Regions from separate parts of the Sus scrofa genome. Here all the other regions are linked to region 2. A link is a contact called in public HiChIP or PLAC-seq data. All regions are on one chromosome and are shown on one strand. Each heading gives the region's core, a stretch centred on a gene start, on an enhancer-like site or on the middle of the called end of the contact. The rest is flanking DNA. Distances are from core to core; before and after follow the strand shown. Region 1 holds the start of PRKAR1A (protein kinase cAMP-dependent type I regulatory subunit alpha). Region 2 holds the start of AMZ2 (archaelysin family metallopeptidase 2). Region 3 overlaps RGS9 (regulator of G-protein signaling 9).

Region 1 (2,849 bases), core at 112-2,611, 210 kb after region 2:
TGATTTTGACCTGGAATCAGTATACAAATTATTAATGAGATATTTATGAGAGGTTTTTTTTGGGGGGGTATTGTGTTAAACCCATGGTATATTTTATACATACATCCTAGAGTATATAACCCGAGTACAACAGGTACCAGCCAGACACGAGGATACATGTGTTCCAAGGGCCTCCTTTATTCATCTGGCGATTTTATATGTCTGAAACTGTCCCCTGCACCCCCTTTATCCACGGACAGATTCAGTGATGGAAAAAAAAATGGCCGAAGCAGCAAAGAAGCCGTTCCCCCACTTCTTCCTCCTTCATCCCTGATTAATGCAGTTTTTGCGGGCAGTTGAGATTTCTTGTGTGGTCATGGAGGGTTTGTGCCCATCTGCACTTTTGTACTTCTCACCGTGCGGGGTCAGGTGCGAGGATGGGGGGCATTTCAGGTTCTAGAAAGACTCAGGCCTCTCTTGGACCTTGACAAAGTCCTTTCCAGCATTTTGTGCCCATGGGGCCTGGGTGGCCTCCACTGACGACAGCACCCCGGGAGGGGAGAGCAGTCCTATCTGCCAAGCAGACAGTTGGCGGGGCTCAGATTTCCTGGACCGGATGGCGGGCCGGAGGCCGGAGGCCCGCGCGGTGCTGGCGGAGCACAGGATGCGCGGCGGGGCGTGCGCATCTCGGCATCCGCCCGCGTTTGGCCAGTGGCGCAGCTGCTGCGGATCCGCCGGGGGCGGCCACCTCCTCCTGGGCCTGGAAACGGCTGGAATCTCCCCTCCCCCGCCCAACGTCCCCCTCCGGCAGGGGCCACTGGGCGGAGTCGCCCACCTGTCATCCGAGACTCCCTAAGTGGGCTGGCCTGGGTGGGGGAAGGGGGTTGAGGGGAGGGAGAAAAGGCCGAGGCGGCGAGGGAGGTAGGAGTGAGGGTGGGAGGAGAAGAGAGAAGAGGAGGAGGAGAGGGGAGCTCCCGATAGTCGCTCAGAGAAGGAGCGAAGAGCAGAAGAATAAAGGGGACCTGAGGCGTCCAGAGAGGAACAGGTAAGGGGCGGCAGGTGAACAGAGGAGGAGAGCCCCAGGCTAGAGAGAGTGGGGGAGAGACAAAAGGCAAGCGTGGGGAAAGGGTGCAGATGAGGGACGATGTAAGACAAAAAAGCAGAAAAGGAACGCTCCTAGAGAGGAGAGGCGAGGGTCCTTCAAGGAGCGGCGGGGGCGGACGGGGCCCCGCTGCACCTTTAAGGTTGCCAAGGCAACGGCTCTGGCCAGAGCGAGGCGCATTGACGTCAGCAGCCGGGCGTTGATTGGCTGTGGCTAGCCGTTTCCGGTGGAGTCGCCGCGGAGCCGCTATCGCTGTGTGCAGCCGGGCTGGGAGGGAAACGCTGAGGGAGCTCAGCAAGCCGTCACCTCACACCGGTAATCCCGTGCCCGCCGCCGTCTGTCCCCAGGTGAGTGGGGTCGGCGGAGGGCCTCAGTGCGGCCAGCTTCGCCGCCCCGCCGCCCGTTTGGGGGCGCTGGACCGATCCAAGATGGCGTCACGGGGAGCGACCTGCAGGGGGACGGCCGCACCCCCTGCCCCTCCCCGGCGGGCGCCTCCCCGCAGGCCTCGCGCCCGGGGCCGCGCCCCCGGCCGGGAGTCTGCACCTCCAAGGCCTCCCGGGCGTCTGCTCCGGAGCAGGGCTTCCCAGCCACCCTGCTCCCGCTCACTCCCCCACTCCGCGGCCTTCGGGCCCCCGGGCCTCGGCGGCCATCGCGCCCCCGCCGCCTCCGCCCCCGCGCGCCGCGGCCTTCGCGCTCGCCCTCCCCCATTTCCTGAAGGACAACGGCTTGATTTCCCCGGAATCCGCCGTCGTCCCCCCCCCGCCCCCGCGCGTCCCCTCCACCGTTTCTGGCCTGTCTTGAGACTAGGCAGCTCTTGTTTTCCTCTTCCCCGTTCTCTTCCTTGTCATCTCCCGCAATCGCTTTTCCTCTCCTTTCTGAGATTACCGCCCCCACGATGATGCTGGCCTGGCTCCTGAATTTCCTTTTGTCCCCTTTCACCTCCCTCCCTTTCCCGATTCCCCCCCGTCGCTCCCCCCCCCCCCCCGAGATCTCCTTGCCACCACTGTGGCCTTCCGACTAGCGTAGGATGAAGGGTCGGCCTCTTCATTTTGTGGCCATGACTGTGGCATAAGAGAAGGGCACTTTTCCTGTCCTTCCTCTCGAAAAATATGCGGTACCTATTAACCCCTCCAGCTCAGTGCAGACGCGATGCCAAAAGACTTAACTACTTGAGAGGTTCCTAGGAGGTTGGTGTTTTTCTCAGAGGAAGGAAAGCTAACACTCCCTCGGGATGACCCCAAGGAGGTGTTCCTGGCTGGTCTGAGGGTCTGCGGTCTGAATCAGCAAGTTTCTCAGAGCGTTATCAATATTTCCTCGCACGTAATCGTTTTGAAGCTGCGTTTTATCACAACCGAATTTTGAAAAGAAAGAATCTGAGTGTGTTCTGATTTGTAGAGACGATGCAGTGCACGTTTTAAAGCAGTGCAATAATTGGATGGCGAGGGAAGCTAAAGCTAAATTGTTAGGCTCTTAAAATTAAGTACAAGTACAGAATTAATGTAGGTTGTATTCAATTAAAAGTATTAAGACCATAAATTATGGATATTCAGGGCTTCACACGGAGACGGCATAAATCCTGGGACATTTTTGTTAATATGTGATCTTATTTCCAATGTCGTCTTTTTGGTCTTTTTAATACATTGCGAACAAAAAACCCATTTCACCTCTTAGACCCAGTTCTCTCATTTCTACTACAGACTTGATCTGAGTGATTTGTCTGGTTAAATGAATACATGAATACATGTATTGATATTCCTGAAACATGCCT
Region 2 (3,155 bases), core at 549-3,048:
CCCATGCCAAAGCAGTGACAATGCCAGACCCTTAGCTGTTAGACTACCAGGGAACTCCTAGACACATTTTATTGAAGAACGGGTTCAGGAAGGCTGCATATGGGCAGTGTGGTCAAAGAATGAATTCTGGGATTTCAAGATCCAGGAGGGTGAGCAAATGAGAGGCTGAGGAGTTGAAAAGGTCAAACATTTATGAAGTCCAGGTCCTCAAAGGAGAGTCAACAGGGGTTTAAAGGTGGAGAAGACAATCAGACAAGGGCTGAAGCCATCAAGAAAATGTGTGTATGGAGTTCCTCTTGTGGCTCAGTGGGTTAAGAACCTGACTACATCCATGAGGATGTGGGCTCAATCCCTGGCCCCGATCAGTGGGCTAAGAATCTGGCACAGGCCAGCAGCTGCAGCTCTAATTTGATCTCCAGTCTGGGAACTTTCATATGCCAGAGGTGCAGCCCCGAAAATAAAAGAAAAGAAAAAAAGTGTGTGTGTGTCTTTTCTGAAGAAAGGGAAGGGAAATTAGGATGAAGAAAAACTCGAGTCTGGTAAAATGGCCTGAACTTCAGCAGAACAGAGATTGCTTTGCAGGGGTAGGACAGCGGCTTGGAAATGAAAAACCGAATTTAGGAGTATTTCTGAGTGAAGGTTGGGAGAGAAGTGATGCCCTGGGAAGAAAGCTGGGTGTCCTTTAAGTTGAGATGTTGGAAGAGAATCCATGTAAAAAGGTGGAAGTCTGAGGAATCAGGTTTGAAAGGAATAGGTCTTGCCCAGGGTTCCTCTGCAGGGAGCTGCTGGGATAGGCAGGGTGGTGAGCATGGGATAAACCTGGGGAAGAATGAACTGAGTTGGAGACAAAGGAGGGTGTAGGAGGTGGCTGGGCTTGTTTGGAAGTCAGCTGGAGACCCACATGATCGAGTGGGTCCCCATTCCTTCTCTAGTACTGAGCGTGTCCTAATATCTACACGAATGAGCGCTGGTTGCATGAGGGGGCAGAACAGGAGTGGGTCATGGGAACCCTCAACTTCCCAGGGCTGAAGGGGGGCCTCACGGATCAGAGCTCTCTCTTCTCATCCTCTACAGTGAACCTCGAGACCCAGAGACGTTCAACTGCGTCTCCAAGGCCACAGGGCCAGTTCAGTAGCAAAGCCCGAAGGCGCCCCTTTCTTCTTCCCAACATCTTTTTGGCACACGCATTTTGGCCCTTTCAGCACTCGTGAGAGGCCAAGGGACGCATCCCTGGGTGAAGCGGAAATCCTGCTAGTGCCACGGGTCTCGGACACCGCCTCCGCGCCGCCTGCCACTCGCTGCACCCCCACGCCCCAGTGGCTGCAGAGGCTGCCACCAGATAAAGGGTGACGACAGCTGGGAGCACGCGCCGAGGCTGTGCGTCAGCCTGTGGCCACGGCTGATTTATTTTGGAACCGCCTGGTTGAACTAGTCACGTCGAGGGCGCTTCTCAAACCCACGGCCCGCTGAGCACATTGACAAACCAGCAAATCCCGGGACGCGGCCGCCCCGCCCCAGCATGGTAGGAGACCAGCCCTTTAGAGGCTGGGAGCGGCGCTTCTGCGAGGGCGAGGCCGAAAAGGGCGAGCATGGGGACGGATCTGGGCGCCCCGTCGCCCCCTAGTGACCCTGCTCCGCTCTAGGTCGCGAGAACAGTGGCGGCCACGGGATTGGCTCCCGCGAGACGGGCCCGTGCGGCGGGGCGGGGCGGGGCGCGACGGAACCGAGCGGCGTGTGGTGGGCGGGGCGTCCGTCGAAGGGGCGTGGCGCGGCGCCGCGTGCGGTGAGCGGGCGCGCAGGGCCGCCGCGGGAGGCAGGCGGGCGGTGTCTACGCCTGGAGGGGTGAGGATAGTGCGGGGGAGCCGTCAGAGCCGGGCCGGGCCCTCCTAGCCGGGCATTCTTGCCTGTAGAGGATGGCGACTGTCGCGGTCGGTGGGGAGGGATGAGGATGTGGGAGGAGCAGCCTGCGGCGGAAGCCGGGAGGACAGCGGGGGCGGGGTGTCTCCGGGGAACTAGGCTGGGCCTTCCTTGGGTGGAAAAGGCGAAGCGAGAGTCCCCTTGGGATCCCCACTCCGCCCCCAGCCGTGGTCCGGGTCGCCCTTGCACGGCCGAGCCCAATCTGCGAGTTGCTATAGGCAACTTGCCCCGCTTCACCTGGGACGTGCTGGTTAGAACACGGACAGCTTTACAGGCCTCCATCCCACTGAAGTGACCCCCATCTGCCTCCCCCCCGCCACCCAGAGCAGACCTGGGAGGCCACAGGAGGCCTCCTGACCGTTCACCCTGCCTTTTTACTATCAGGGTGAAGGCCCCCCACACAAGTTTCCCACCAGGCCCCGACATGCCTGTCCTTGTGAGGCAAAAACTTCAATGGGATCCTTCCTCTCCCTAAAGGTATGTAGAAATACAGGAGGGCACATCTTGCTTGCTATTTTGTGCTGTAGAAGTCAGATTTCAGCTCAGTTGTGGAGCAGCGAGGTTTCTCTGCTCCCGGGAGAGCTCTGACAATAGAGATCTTTGTTTTGGAATTTCTTCCTCACTCTGGAACCCCAGAATTCAGATGTCCAGCCAGAACAGCCATTAGGTTAAAATTTCCCATCAGTTGTCTTTCATTAAACTGGAAAAGCCTGGATAGTTATAAAATATAGGTTCCAGTGGATGATATCTGTTTTTTTCCTTTCCTCACTCAAAAAGCCTCGTGGCGGGGCAGCTGGTTCACCCATTCAAACGGAAGGATGAGATCAGTTCATAGGAACATGATGTGAATGGAAGCAGCCTGTCATTGTAAGTCTGGCCTTTGATTAGTCACCTGATGTCTTTCCTGGGGTGACATGACCTTGAGACAGTAAACTTCAACGGGGCTGATCTGTGTTATCAGCCGGCAGGGTTTGCATTAGTTCTCTTTTTGTTTCTTCCTGGACCTCTTTGAGTCACATTAGAAAGGATGAGTACTTTTCATGTGGCTGTAATGAGTCAATTCATAACATTGTTACTCTTCCCCAAATGACAGAAGGAAAGGGGGAATCAGGCCGTGTCTTATGGTTACCACTGGTTGTTATAAGAGGAGCAGGTTCCCTAAGGGATGGAGGAATGAATTTCATGATTTTCTCCTCTCTCTTTCAGAGACCCTCCCCAAGAAATGGGTTAGAAATGGG
Region 3 (3,239 bases), core at 112-2,611, 160 kb before region 2:
GCCGCCCGCACACTCACTGCAGGTCTGTCTGGTGTGGTCTGACTTTGACCTGAGATGTTTATTTCTGGGGCCATGAACTCAGGCTTCAGGTTTTTTTTACGTTTTATGTTTTATTTCACTTCTTGACTTTATTATCTTTCTAGAGCTCTGAGTTGGTTTTCTGATTTTCAAAATTATCAGCTGCCTTCTGGGAATCAGGCTGCAGCGGATTGGGTTGGGTCTAGGAGCTTGCCCTAGAGCATCCTGGATTGTCCACATGGATTTTAGCATTTATTTCTAGCTTTAAAAATGGCTGTTCATGAGACCTGCTTCCCATAGACTGACAAACAGGGTGTCTCTGTCCTTTTAGGAGTGTGCGTGTATGTGTATCTGGGCAGTGGGGGAGAGGGTTCTGGGCTTTTCTGAAAGACAGAGAGAGAATGTGATGGAGTCAGGGTAGTTTTAGGAAAGAGTATTGAGGAGTTCCTGCTGTGGTACAGTGGGTTAAGAACCCGAGTGCAGGGGCTCGGGTCACTGCAGAGATGTAGGTTCAAATCCCCGGCCTTGCTCAGTGGGTTAAAGGATCCGGAGTTACCAAAGCTGTGGCACAGTCGCAGCTGCAGCTTGAATTCTATCCCTGGCCTGGCCAGGGATCTTCCATATGCCCTGGGCGTGACCAAAAAAAAAAAAAAGTATTTTTTTTTTCTGATTTTGGGGTCAGAAAGGTCAAAATTGTGGTTTTGTCACTTATAGGCCACAGGACTTTGGATGAGTTATTTAGTATCTCAGAGCTTGTGTTTTCTCACTTGTAAAATGAAATAGAAAATGGGGGGACTGAGTGACATAACAGGACCTAAAAGACTGGCATAGAGCAGGGACCCAGTGCACCCTGGCTATGGATGAAGGTTCATATGCTGCTGAGAAGATGCTTCAGCCCAGTTGCAAGAAAAAATACAGGATGCCTGTGCAACACTGGGGACATATTCATACCAACAAGATTGATTCCCTGTTATCTGAAATTTAAATTTAACAGGGCACCCTGTATTGTATTTGTTAGATCTCACAGACCGACTCTTGATAATCTTATTACTCAGCCAAAAGCCCTAAGAAACAGTAAAGCAAAGTTACTAAAAACATGCCCACGCACATTTCTAAGCAACTCGAGGAATGCTGAAATGAGAAAGAAACCTTCCTTTCGCCCTAGCTTTCACGCACAAGCCCCAACTTTCTCAGCGCTTGGCGCTCCTGGAGGAAAGTCACTTCCTTGTCCTTCGCCCCAGTGACACACTTTGCTGCAGAAGGAGCACTCTCCCTAAGGGATCTTCAAATACTCTGCATTCCTGGGATTCTAACTTATTATTTTTCACTTGCAGCGTTGCCCAAATAGGGACACATCCAGCGCTTGTTTGCACAGCTCTGTGGTGACCAGCTGGCCAGCCCTGAGCCCCGGATGCAGGCTGCAGGCAATTGTTACAGGGCACGAGGGGGTCAGGGCTGTGCCCTGTGAGACCCCAGGGGTTACTACGGACAGGAGCGCGGGAGCCCAGGAGAGGAGCAAGGAGGGGCCCTGAGAACGGGTGGCCAGGAACCTCTGCGGATGCGCAGGCAAGGGCCGGGCCAGCCCCAGGGTGAAAGGCAAGGCGGGGAGGACCACGAGGAACTGGGGCTGGGAGCAGAGAGGGGGTCAAAAGCCAGAGACCCGGAAATTGCGTGCTGAGTGGTCAGTGCAGAGAGCTGACAGGAAAAGCGGGGGTTGTGTGGCGGCGGGGGGGGGGGGGGGGGGGGCGGCTGTCCACGGAGACAAGAATTCCGGGCTGTGGTCATCAAAGTAAGTCTCTGTCCTGCCACGTCCTCCTTCCTGATCAGGTGGAGGTGGGACTGACCCCACGGCTTCCAGAGCTCAGGGCAACTTGAAAATGCAGGGCTGCGGGTCCCAAAAGCCGTAGTCAGGGTTTTTTTTAGGACAACAAAGACATAACGCCATGTGTGGGGCCTGCTGGGCATGTGAGGACATGTCCCCTGCCAGGAAATCGAGCACGAGCACGGAGTGCAAGAGCCGAGGACGCGGTCTGGGAGGGGAGGTGTGTAAAGGAGAAGCTAAGGGACCCCTGGCCAGCCCAGCCCGGGCCATCGGCTCCCTCTCTCTGTTTCCGTTTTGTCCCCTGAAACACAGAACTGGGGAGTTCCCATTGTGGCTCAGTGAGTTAAGAACCTGACTAGTATCCATGAGGATGCAGGTTCGATCCCTGGCCTTGATCAATGGGTTAAGGATCCGGCGTTACCATGAGCTACGGTATAGGCCAGTGGCTACAGCTCCGAGTCGACCCCTAGCCTGGGAATGAATGAATGAATAAATAAATAAATACACAAATAAAAATTTTAAATGGAACCGATATGCCTTCTCTTATCAAGCTGCCGTGAGAACTGAGTGACATCCAACAGTTTCCAGAGGCCGAATCAGGGACATTAGGACACACAAGTGGGGTACGGAGCGGGCTCAGGCACCTGCAGCTGAGGTTCAAACCTGGCTTTCCCAGTCCCGAGACGTGTGTCCTGGAGGAGCTGCCTACACCTTCCACCTGCCTCCTCAGCTACGAAACAGAGACGCTGACAACACTGCTGCTGTGGGTCTTCCTCGAGCCCTGACCCTCGGGGCATTGTCCACAGGCCACCCTCTGAGCGCCACCCCAACTCCAGCCACGACTGGTCACAAAGGAGCCACAGGAAGAACGCTGTTTGTGCCCAGTTGGTGGGAGTGGGGCTGTCACTCACAGAAGGCTCCAGGCTGAGGGCTCTGCCAAGCACGGTGCTTAAGCCATATTTCTACCTTTCACCGGCCACCAGAGTAAACAGCGCTGTTCTCACCAGCTGGTGATGGACCAGGCAGGGAGGTTGAAATCCCTGTGTACCTTCCTCTCTCTGCCTCCAACCAGGGCAGACGTACGAGCGGGTATAAGGACGGAGGAAACTGGCTGAGTACGGCTCCCCAAAACAGGGTCTAGGGGCTATGGAGCCCCATAAAGCCTCTCTCTGGCAGCATGGTGACAGTTATAACAAGGATGCTGACTGTGGCGTGTCTACACACCAGATACCATTCTAGATGCTTCACATGAAAGACCCCTGAAGGAACTGCTGTTATTCCCATGTTATAGATGTGGAAGCCGAGGCTTTGAACGGCACACGAGCTTGTCCAGGACCACCCAGCCAGGGAGCAGCGGAGCTGGGATAACCCTGAGGTCGAAGCTCACTCCTGCACGCGG

What was found. HiChIP or PLAC-seq counts read pairs in DNA pulled down with a chosen protein or histone mark.
Region 1: a contact with region 2 is called in an H3K27ac HiChIP or PLAC-seq map of alveolar macrophages. The contact joins the promoter of PRKAR1A here to the promoter of AMZ2 in region 2. A contact is called at or near these places in 1 of 5 promoter capture datasets (fetal skeletal muscle), 2 of 47 Hi-C or Micro-C datasets (liver and skeletal muscle) and 1 of 2 datasets of contacts at active chromatin or transcription factors (alveolar macrophages).
Region 3: a contact with region 2 is called in an H3K27ac HiChIP or PLAC-seq map of alveolar macrophages. The contact joins the enhancer-like site here to the promoter of AMZ2 in region 2. A contact is called at or near these places in 2 of 5 promoter capture datasets (fetal skeletal muscle and skeletal muscle), 10 of 47 Hi-C or Micro-C datasets (embryonic fibroblasts, fetal heart ventricle, fetal skeletal muscle and 4 more) and 1 of 2 datasets of contacts at active chromatin or transcription factors (alveolar macrophages).

Annotation. Positions count from the first base shown.
Region 1 is chr12:11,679,221-11,682,069 of Sscrofa11.1, reverse strand. PRKAR1A (protein kinase cAMP-dependent type I regulatory subunit alpha) reads left to right here and starts at 1,361. Exons shown (of 11, transcript NM_214026.1): 1 at 1,361-1,428.
Region 2 is chr12:11,893,654-11,896,808 of Sscrofa11.1, reverse strand. AMZ2 (archaelysin family metallopeptidase 2) reads left to right here and starts at 1,798. Exons shown (of 9, transcript NM_001243604.1): 1 at 1,798-1,842; 2 at 2,302-2,394; 3 at 2,695-2,784.
Region 3 is chr12:12,049,208-12,052,446 of Sscrofa11.1, reverse strand. The region is part of intron 9 of RGS9 (regulator of G-protein signaling 9); the gene reads right to left. Among named protein-coding and RNA genes, the nearest start is that of RGS9, 36 kb to the right of the region's middle. Within about 2 kb of position 1,361, at least 31 of the 83 cell types and tissues checked have an H3K27ac peak or open chromatin away from gene starts, as enhancers often do. A contact at or near this core is called in alveolar macrophages, retroperitoneal adipose tissue and subcutaneous adipose tissue, where this site is marked.